Regions from separate parts of the Mus musculus genome. Here region 1 is linked to region 2. The links are chromatin contacts, called in public HiChIP or PLAC-seq maps. All regions are on one chromosome and are shown on one strand. Each heading gives the region's core, a stretch centred on a gene start, on an enhancer-like site or on the middle of the called end of the contact. The rest is flanking DNA. Distances are from core to core; before and after follow the strand shown.

Region 1 (5,118 bases), core at 1,992-4,491, 1.6 Mb after region 2:
CTCACGGTCCACCATGCTCAACTGAATGCTGTGAGAATAGTGCTTAGGAAGGACTCGCTATGGTGACAGCACTTAGTAGGTGTTCACTGTTGGGGACCAGGTTGTTGCTATCCTAACTGCCTCACCCCTAGGGTGTTCATTCATCGTCCACTTCCCGGAACTCGGGCTAGCAGCACGGAGTGGGACAGGCCCTCTGGGGTGGTCACTGCTGTTGAGGACTTTCACCTTGCTCTGAGGGCTTGGGGCCACTTTAAGGCCCATGGGCATCTGCACCTACTTGATGTGGGTTCCTCATTTGGTCTGTTTGGCACCACCGTCATGGGCACTGACCCTATTGCAACCACCACCACCTACATACAGACAGTCATGGAGAGAGATCTACTATGTGCTCACACCCTTCACACGTGCCTCCAGACCCCTCACCAATGCCACCAGCCTCACACATGGGTTTCAGAGCTTTGCTCCCCAGTTTATAGATGTGGAAACTGGCTAGAAATGGAACTAGAGAAGGGACCAGGCATAAGCAAGCTTGATGCTAAAGTCTTCTGCCTCTATACTCCAATACTGCAATACTGCCTCAGAGAATGAACAGAGCCCACTCATAAAACGGGGTGGTGCCCAGCATCTCTCAAACAGGTTGTTCCACCATGATGGGGGACCTGCAAAAATTAGGGTGGGGCAGCTGGTGTACTGAGAGGCGCCACCCAGGAACAAAAAGAATCAGGGGCCTCTTCCCAGTGACAGCCCCGGCCCCACCTTTCAGAGCATGACGACAGAGGGGCATGGTAGAACACGCCTGTCATGCCAGTACCGGGCAGACTGGGATAGAAGGTTCACCAGTGGGAGACCAGCTACAAAAGGAGACACTGTTTCAAAGAGGGGGAAAAAAAAAAACCCCGGAAAGGTTGATGAATGTTCTCCCAGCCATTCTTGGGACGCACAGCCCCTCCCCTGCCACACGCAGCAGTCCTAAAACAGACAGAGGCAGGAGCAGCACCAGTGTTCAGCTGCCACCTTCCTCCCTTCCCGCCATCCCATCCCGGCTGACTCAGAGTTTCGTTTGGGGTTGATAAACAGCAGCAGGCCCAGGCTACCGACAGCAGGCTCTGTGCCACCAGATGTGCACAGCTGCTCCCAGACACTTGCCTGGAGTAGCTATTTTAGAATACTGCCTCACCACCCTACCACCCCGCACTCTCCCCTCCTCCCCCCTCCCTTCTCATGCTCCCCTCCTCCCAGCTCCAGCAGGAAGCAGAAGGAAATCAGGAGCTTGGAGGAGGCCAGCTCAAGAAAATCCTGCCTCTCTCTGACCCAAGGGTGGCTCCCAAAGAGAGAACTTCAGGAGCTTGGGATGAGTGAGTGGGTCCCAGAAATCATCTTTGGGAGAAGAAAAACCAGAAAACACGAACCCCGAGAGCTCTTGAGAAGGTGAAACCCATAGATGCTGACCCTCCAGTGCCCAATAGAGGCAAAAGCATAGGGTCCAAGAAGGTGAGGAAGACCTGCCCCGGTCGGCATGAACTCCTCAGTCCAACCACAAAGCTGCCTTCCACTGAGACAGCCACGCAACCAGCCATTTGGACCCAGAGAGATGGGAGAAGGCTCATCTTAAACCAAGGAGCAGCCGCAGATCAGAAGGGAACACTGCGGTCAAGGGTAGCCTCAGGAGAGAGGGGTTCACTCACAGGCTGTTCCTCGGGCCCAGATGGCCAGGCCTGGAGCCAAGGGAAGCAAAGGCTGGAAAGTTGCCCAGGGCCAGGCAGAGGTCAAAGGATATCAGAGGGCAAGCATCCTGTTCTCTAATAGCCAGTGACTTCCAACCCTGCCGGTAGGCCTTTGCTGATTCCCAATTTATAGATGGGGAAACAGAGGCTCCAAGTTCCAGGAACGGTGGCACCATGCTCAGTGCTGAGTCTGTCTTACTTGCAGACTGGGGTTTAGTTCACTTCTGAGAGTCTGGGAGAAACTGAGCCCTCTGACCAAGGGGAGGAAGGGGAAGGTAAGGATGAGGGTGATCACAGGTGGCGGTCCTCCCCACCTATGCATTGGTCAGATTAGGGTCAGATTAGGGTCTCAGCTCTACCATATATGCTGGGAATCTCTGGGTGTTTTTGCTTTGTTTTGAAGGATTTGTTTATTTTTAATGCGCATTGGTGTTTTGCCTGCATGCATGTCTGTGTGAGGGTGTCAGATCCTCTGAAAATGGAGTTACAGATGGTTGTGAGCTGCCATGTGAGTGCTGGGAACTGAACTCGGGACCTTTGGAAGAGCTGCTGGTGCTCTTAACAGCTGAGGTGTCTCTCCAGCCCCTTTGGGTGTGTTTTGTTTTGTTTGTTTTGTTTTGCTTTTTCAAGACAGGGTTTCTCTGTGTAGCCCTGGCTGTCCTGGAACTCACTCTGTTAGACCAGGCTGGCCTCGAACTCAGAAATCTGCTTCCCAAGTGCTGGGATTAAAGGCGTGCGCAACCACTGCCCAGTATTGGGTGTTTTTTAATCTGAGAAAGGCTGGCCCCATGATCTCAGAAGAAGCACTGATGGCCAGATTCTAATAAGATGCGAAGGTTCCTGTGTCAGTGAAGGTTAGGCTAAGGGTGGGCAAGGTAGAGTTGAAAGCAGCTCAGAGAGTGGACACACCAGAAATCTTCACAGAGACAACTAGCTACTCTTGTAAGGGGAAGGCTGGTAGTCAGCCATCAGAGAGGATGGTCAATCAGTTTCACCATTCTCCCTACCAACTCAGAGAGCCTGGGACATTCTTCCACAACAAGCAAAAGTATAGGTTTGGCCATTCTCGGGGCGGAGAGGCCGCACCCAGTTAGGTCTCAGCATTCTTCACCCTGGAAACACAGGTCAGACCTTCTGCAATGCGCCCTGGACAGAACCAGGGTGGAAGTGAGGGAGACGGTGGGGGGTGGGGGGCCCTGCCCAGGCACTGGGCCAGAGATGGGTAGAGACAGAGACAGGGACAGGGCGGGTTTCCGAGTTGAAAGGGGGACCTTTGTTTAGCAGTGGGACTCTGCTCCATTGTTGGTGGCAGGGAGGAAGAAGCCAGTTTAGAGATCACAGGGTGGAGTAGGAGGAGGACAGGAAGAGAGAAGACACAGGCCCTTGAAGGGTATGCAAAGGTCCCTTCCCCCACTGGCTCCAGACTGGGGAGGGGGGGTGGTCAGAGCCCTGCCCTCCATGCCTGTTCTTCCATACAGCCAGCTGGGGTGCTGGCACCACGCACCCTCCGTCCAAGCTGTCCAGCAGAATGACGCCCAGTCCTGACTTTAAAAATAACCCCTCCAAGAGTGACAGCAGCCTCCGACCTAGCCAGCACCTGCAGGGACAGTCAAGCAACAGGCACAGCCACGCTGGGCTGCTAAGTGACAGTAAAACACCTAGAAACAGGCTCAGGAGAGGGCTGCCTGAGAGGCTGGGCTGGACCTGGATGCAGAAACAAAGCACGGGGCCACACATGGCAGGCAAAGCTGGGCTTCCCCTGGAGGTCCTTCGGGCTAGAGGTTGGCACCCTAGGCACACCCAGACCCACACACAGGCTTACATCAAAGCAGGAGAGCAGAGGGATAAACATCTTTACAAAGGGTCCCCATCAGAACCAACACCTAACTGGCTGTGGGCCTTTGGGCAAGTCAAACCATTTATGTAGTCATGGGACCCCTTTTCCTCAGACTGTATGTAACCTGAACATAGCTGCCACCCAAGCAGTAGCCAACCCCAACAGAACAGTCCCCACCTCAGAGTAAGGGCTTAGAGAGGATACCAGCCCTAAGCTTCCCTTCTCAATGCCTCTGGATCCAGCTGAGATACTGCCAACAGTCCCAAGGACAGAAAGAAACACACACTGTCATGGCTCGCACAGTCAGACATAGAAACTTCTAGAGACTGCTGATTCCACGAGGGAACCCCTCACTGTCCCCCCAACCCCAGCACCCCATTCTATCATGGTGAGAGGTTCCTGGGCAGACACCATGATTTCTATCACCAGAATGGCCCACACTGGTAAGAGAGGCAGCACAAGCTACTCGCGCATGGCCGATGCTGATGACCAGAGAAGACAAGGGATGTTTCAAAGGAACATTCTCACTTCCAGCCTGGAGGGCAGCCCAGGCCAGACCATGGCTGAGAAGAGGTCTGGAGTGGGAGAGGCTCAGGCCATGACCCAGCTGCTGTTTGTTCTCTTCTGGGCTGCTTCCCAAAGCAAACAGAGCCGGGTGGGAAAATGGAGGGGGCTATGTAGCAGAGGGAAGTGGCCTGACCTAGGAAACCTAATGGGTTCCCCTAACAGAGGGCTCCAGCTGCATCCCTGATGAGGACAGCATCCCAGGCCGGCAGATGAGCCCAAACCAGGACTCCTGGGAGTGGAAAATTACTCCAGCTGTTACAAGCCCCTAGCCAGCACCATTGGGCTTAGGCAGTCCCATTAACAGCAGTTGGATGCCAGCCAGTTAGAGTAGGATGTTACAGGCGTAGGGCTGGACAGGAGGGACCTGAACCCTTAGTCCCTGGACAACGCAGGCTGCAGCAAGCAAAAGCTTTGCAAGAAGGCTTCAAGCAAATGCCTTAGTTGGGGGGAGGGGCGGGCTGGAGAGATGGCTCAGCGGTTAAGAGCATTGACTGCTCTTCCAGAGGTTCTGAGTTCAATTCCCAGCAACCACATGGTGGCTCACAACCATCTGTAATGAGATCTGCTGCCCTCTTCTGGGGTGTCTGAAGATAGCTACAGTGTACTTGTCATATATATAAAATAAGTAAATAAAATCTTTAAAAAAAAATGCCTTGGTTGGGGCTGCTAGGATGGTTTAGCAGGTAAAGGTGCCTGCCTGCACCATAACCAAATGGCTTGAATTTTATCCACATGGCAGAAGGACAGAACTGACTCTTACAAGTTGCTCTTTGATTTCAGCCTGTATGCGGCAACACCCCCCGAAATAAATACATGTTTGGAAAAATAAAAACTTGCCATGTTGAGGGCACAGGAGGGCTTCGCGGATGAGCGGCTTCTGAGTGAAGTGCTTGTATGGCATGCCCGGAAGCCCTCCCTGGGCTCTAATCCCTGTATTGTGCAGGAATAAAAGCAGCTCACCTCTGTATACAGAGCTCACATGGAGGTGGA
Region 2 (5,739 bases), core at 2,236-4,735:
ACAGGAATTTCTCCACAAGCCAAGAAAAACTTGACCTACTTTCTTGACGGCTCCCTGGGCTAAGTCTCCCCGCTCACCACCCCCAACTCCTGTCCAGCCCCAAGTGCTCAGTTCTAGCTTTGGGGGGGGTTGTCAGAGACAGAACGGGCCCCCTTTTCTGTACTCCTCCTATTCTCTCCACCCAGGGGTTGCCTGAGTGCAGAGGCCTGTCCTGCTGTCCTGCCCCTACCCAGTGCCCTGCCTTATCTCTGCCCCCTCCTCTCGCCCCAACTGGACTCCTTATCAACTCAAGGGGGTGGGGCAGGGGGCCCAAGGCAAGGTCTCTGATACAGCAGCCACGTGATGGAGTTGTACATGGGAGCCATACCCTTTGTCCCCCTCCCTTATGCCTGCACCTGCCTGTGTGCATACACACAGGATGGCACAGGCCTACAGCAGGGTCACAGTGGCTGGCTCAGAGGAACTGGAGGTGGGGGGTTGGTCTAGCAACCCCCCCCCAGCTCCTAGTAGCTAAGAACGGCTAGGTTTCAAGACAGGCTGTGGAGTTGTTATCCCTCAGCCACCTGCTTTCTAGCTGCATGAACTTGAGGGAGTCACCAAGTTTTCTGGGACTCAGTTTCCCCATCTGGAAAGTTCATTTTATTATTATTTTTTGATGTTATACAATTTTGTTTCTGAGATAGGGGATCACTGTATAGCCCAAACATGCCTCGGATTTGTGACAGTCCTCCTGTCTCAGCCTCCTGAGTGCTGGGACTATAGGCATATATCATCACATCTGGATCCATCTGGGGGAAGAAAGTTTTGTTTTGTTTTGTTTTTTATTTTTAAAGATGAGGTCCTTAGCCCAAACTGGTCTTAAACTTACTGTGTGGCTGAAAATGACCCTGAACTTCTAATCCTCCTGCCTCCAGCAACTAAGGGCTGGGAGGACAAACATGCCTGGCCCTTCTGTTTGCAGAGCTCCTGTGCCCCCTTCAGAAGGCACAGATCTGTTCAGTCGACATCGTCACACAATAGTTCCTTCTCCTTTCCCCATCCCGGTGAATGGCAGCTGATCACCTAAGTCAGCTAATTCTTGTCCTGAAACTGGACAGTGGGGTTTGGGACTTGGCGAGAGGGATTTACAAACCCTTAAAGGAGCAAGGCATGGTGGTACATACCCTTATTCCCCAGCAGTCCAGAAGCAGAGGTAGGTGGATTTCTGTGAGTTCTAGAACAGCCTGGTCTATATAGTGAGTTTCAGGCCAGCTAGAGCTACCTAGTGAGGCCTAGACTCAAAACAAAACAAAGTCCTCAAGGGGCAGGAACCGGGGTTTCATTAATGCACAGGAAGCTGAGAGTCAGTTCTCATTGGCTTCTGTTGTCTCGTTCCTTCAAGACCCTAGCGTGGGGCAGGGATATAAGCCAGAGGTAGAACATAGGCCTATCCTGCCCACAGGAGACACTAGCATGAACATTCACAGTCCCTATACGCTCTCCCACTGCCCCACCCTGCCTTTGTGGGGACCCCTATGCCTGTGCGGCAAACTACTTGTCTCTGCTCCCCTCTTGCCCTATCACACTGGTGAATCCTAAGAAACCTTGGTTAAAGGGTGGTAACTATAGCTAATGTTTAATAGGCGCTCATAAAGAGCCAGGCATTTGTTCAAATGTGAGAATCCAGACTTGTTACCTGCTGCATAGATGACCTCATTCTTTCCCTTCATCCCTCACTGTGTCTCGGGCCTGCGTCGTAGCTCTCCAACTGCACCTGCGATGTGATGTTATTCTGGTCCCGTTCCTATACCTATCCTCCATCTCTACTGCCATTTTGCTACAGGCCCCTGAAAGTTACTAAATACCCCCACCAAATCCTGCTCAGTGACATACCTCTATGGCGACAACTTCTTACCCCTGCCTCTCTCTTCTCTCCACAGGTATCTCCAGACAGGACAAGTCTCTGAAGACTTCCCAGCCCCTAACCCAGTACCTTTGACCAGCTTGCCCCTAGCTCTCCCACCTGCCACTCCCTGGCCCCTCCCACCACCAGCCCTCCCATTTTTTTGGGGAGCAGGGCATGGTGTGAAAGGCTGAGTACTGAGGGGGTTACTATGGGTGCTGTGCCCTAGGGCCTGGGTGGCGGGGGGTGGGTGGCCTGTGGGCGTGGGGGGGCCAGTGTGCCCACCCCAGTCTCTTGGCGTGCTGGAGAGCATCCTGGATGGAATTGAAGTGAATGGAACAGAAGCCAAGCAAGGTGGAGTGTGGGTCAGACCCAGAGGAGAACAGGTAACGAATGGGCCTGGCAACCCGGTAGTACGGCAACAGATATGGATAGCTCTCTGGGTAAAAGAGAGATGGTCTCTGTTTTAGACATGGCTTTTAAGCACCCCTGGACATGGACATGGAGCCAGCAAGCCTGCTGCTTACCTTAGTCCAGGGATTGAGGGCATGCTCGTATTTCTTAGGGAATCGGGCACTTAGATTGGGATGTTCACTTTGAAGGAGGAAGCGGTAGGAAAGGGATCATTACAGGTAGCAGACACTCTGCCCCTTCCTTGGCAGTGCTGGGCCATCTCAGCACCCCCCACCCCTACCCTGTGTCTCTTCTCTATTGTTACCCTCACTTGAGCATGTGTGTGATCCCAGTGGCCTTGCCATTTTCTTCTTTCTCCCAGTCCATTCACTGCCTGACCACAAATAAGCGTGTTATCCACAAGCCATGGTGCATATAACATAACATTTCCGGGTACAGGCACCAATAACTATTGGTCACAACCCACACTTATTTTTGGAATCTATTGGAAACCCCACACACTCTTCCTTGTTCATGGTCAAAGGCGGGGACTGCTATGCAGCTCCTCCCAGGAAGTGGAAGAACACACCAGCTAGGAAGGGTTTGCTTCCTCGTGGATGAGACAGACGGCCGCGTCACCTTGCACACACCACTAGGGAGAGGTTACCCCTCATTTGCACTGCTCTGCGTCAGTTTAGAGGGTCTCCGCTTTCCCTGTCTGCTCTAAGTGGCACAGAGCTCTGTTCCATTTGGCGTGATGTCCCAAGAGCAGGGTACATCCTGTGCCTATGGCCAGGGAAATAGTGGGGGTGGGGTGCTCTGGTGAGCAGTGTAGCTAACTGTTGTCTGGGAGATCAGGTCCTGAGCCAGAAGGCCAGAAGCTTGGCCAAGCAAAGCCCTTGTGCCCAAGACCGGTTCTTTGGAGGGTCAGAAATAGTAGATGGGATTTGTGGTTGTGTAAGTGGGACACTGGGTAAGAAAGCCCCTTCCCCCAAAACCCTCCTCTCACACTTAGACTTATGAGACAGGCTGTTCTCACCCTGTAACCGCCACTTGGATTGCCTGTATTTCCCTGCCCACACTTCTGGAAGAGCCTGCTCTTAGCTCTTGTAAAAAGATTGAAATGAAGTTCCTAGTCCCTCAGAGCTGTGGCACCTCTTCGCCCAGCCCTCCCCTCCCCCATGGCCACGTGCCATCTTGTGGCTATGTGTGGAACTGCACCCAGAGGCTCTGAGGCCTGTGATAGCCCCCTGCTCAACTGGGACCAACGTGATCCCTACACACTCACACCACCAGAAGGCGGGAGGCAAGCCTGGCCTTCCAGCCTTGGTAGGAACCAGACAGGGGTAATCCCCAGGGTGTGTGAAGCACAAGGCTGTCTGTGACCGTGACCCTGGCCAAGGTCACTGTGTCAGTGTGTTGGGAACTGTATCAGGCCTTAGGGGGAGGGGCCCTGGAACATGGTACACACAGGGTGGTTGTAGAAGGTTATACAATCCTTGCATGCGTAGAGGCTTATGTAACCTGTGTGTCCTGAGGTTATGTAACACATATATGGAAAGCCTGGCAACATATATGTGCAGTGACTGAGAGTTGCTAAAAATACCATGCATGAAGAAGTTCAGGGTCTTTTTCCTGGCTGATTCTGGCGTGGTGTCCCAGCGTACAAAAGGCCCTTTGGTTTTCCTATTTGTTAACTGGAGGCTGTGAACAGGGTAACCCTGATATTTTCAGTCCATGTGGGTTATTTAGCATGTGTACATGACCTAGAGATTGAGGAACATGTTCACACGGGACAGAGGGACGACACCATTAGGTGCCTGTCCAGAGGCTTTCTGTAGCACATGGGTACCTAGCAGAAGTCTTAGAGAATGCCCAGAAAATTGCATGCAATTGTAGATCCTAAGGCTTATTACCATACTTGGGTTTATGCTGAAGGCTGCATAGTTATTCACACTCGTGGGTGTGATATTGCATATATATATATATATATATATATATATATATATATACATACATTTGAAAGGTTATATAGATTTAAGAATATTCCAAGGAGTGTCCTATATATTGTGGCTGGAATGTATATGTGTGTATGTGCGCCTTAGAGCAGCGCCTTCCTGTGACGGGTGTCTGTGTGTTTGGGGACTTTTGAGCATTGCTTAAATGTGAGATGTGTGTGTTTGTGTTTTGGGGTCTCACAGCAATACCTGTCTGTGTGACTGTACTGGGCCCTCAAACATGGTTTTGGCCCCATCTAAGCCCCTTATCTCTCCCATGCAGCGACCAGATAGCTAGACCCTTTCCAAGCTTTGTCAGCTGATATAGGGGTGGGGGGTAGAATAAGGGCATAAGGAGGGGGGAGAAACCAAGCCTGGGGGAGTGGAAAGGGGTGAAGTCTCTTAGGTGGGAAGAGACTGCCCAGAGGCTACTCTGTGTGATTCTGCCCACTTTGCCCCATGCAGTGCCAGGTCACCAGATGGAAAGCGAAAAAGAAAGAACGGCCAATGTCCCCTGAAAAGCAGCATGTCAGGTGAGCCTGGCTACATGTGTCCCTTACCCTCCCACTTCCCCTCCCCCCACAGCACACTTGGCCTCCTCCCAGGCTAGGCCTGGACCTCCTGTGTCTCTGGAGGGAACAGCCTACAGAACATGGGTTGGATTTGTCTGGTGGTGAGAATAGTGATTCAAAACCTATTCTGGCCTTTGAGGAGGATGTAGGTCAGGAAGGGCCTCTTTGACCCTCCCATGACCTCCTCATCAATGGTTCCACCGGCCCCAGGGCATCTGTTCTCCTAAGATGGTTGCTTCTTCTCCAAGTCCCTTACTCTATTCTATCACTTAGATGTAACGTGGAAGAAAACAAAAGAGCCCTACCTAGGCCAAGTACAATGGCACCTACCTGCAGTTAGTGCTGTTTGGGATACCCATATAGGAGGATGGCTTGAACCAGGGGTTCAAGGCCTGCCTGGGGAACATAATAAGATCCAGGCTCAAAAATAAATACATGGAAGTGAGTTGGGTCCCTGAGTGGACAGTCAGAAAAAAAAAAGACTTCCATTATATATATCTGAAGGGAAAGGGAGGGGCAATCCCCACCCCCTCCTCCCCTGGTACGTCCCCAGGGTTTTTCCTTTCTACTTTGAGATAAGGAGCCCCTCCCTCCGTGGTGATGGACTGGGAGAGGGTTGAGAAAGGCCAAGTTGGGTGGGTACAGTGTAGGAGCTGCTCTGATGGGCTCCGCCCCATGCCCACTGCCTTCACCCTTTCCCCCTCCCAGGGTATATCCCTAGTTACCTGGACAAAGACGAGCAGTGTGTCGTGTGTGGGGACAAGGCCACCGGTTATCACTACCGCTGTATCACTTGTGAGGGCTGCAAGGTATGGATGAGCCGTCTCCCGTCCGCCCCTCTCCCGTTGCTGGTTCCCCTTTGAGTCTGATACCTGGCGTAATTCAGTCACATGTA

Evidence for each region. HiChIP or PLAC-seq counts read pairs in DNA pulled down with a chosen protein or histone mark.
Region 1: a contact with region 2 is called in an H3K27ac HiChIP or PLAC-seq map of embryonic stem cells, with 5 times the contacts expected there. The contact joins two enhancer-like sites. A contact is called at or near these places in 4 of 39 promoter capture datasets (cranial neural crest, liver and stem cell-derived epiblast-like cells) and 4 of 115 datasets of contacts at active chromatin or transcription factors (astrocytes, embryonic forebrain and embryonic stem cells).

Annotation. Positions count from the first base shown.
Region 1 is chr11:100,387,055-100,392,172 of GRCm38.p6, forward strand. All of the region lies in intron 1 of Jup (junction plakoglobin), which reads right to left. Among named protein-coding and RNA genes, the nearest start is that of Jup, 8.2 kb to the right of the region's middle. Within about 2 kb of position 3,242, at least 102 of the 459 cell types and tissues checked have an H3K27ac peak or open chromatin away from gene starts, as enhancers often do. A contact at or near this core is called in embryonic stem cells, where this site is marked.
Region 2 is chr11:98,751,371-98,757,109 of GRCm38.p6, forward strand. Thra (thyroid hormone receptor alpha) reads left to right here. Exons shown (of 10, transcript NM_001313983.1): 2 at 1,920-2,268; 3 at 4,738-4,805; 4 at 5,553-5,653. The coding sequence starts at 2,216. Among named protein-coding and RNA genes, the nearest start is that of Thra, 12 kb to the left of the region's middle. Within about 2 kb of position 3,486, at least 147 of the 459 cell types and tissues checked have an H3K27ac peak or open chromatin away from gene starts, as enhancers often do. A contact at or near this core is called in embryonic stem cells, where this site is marked.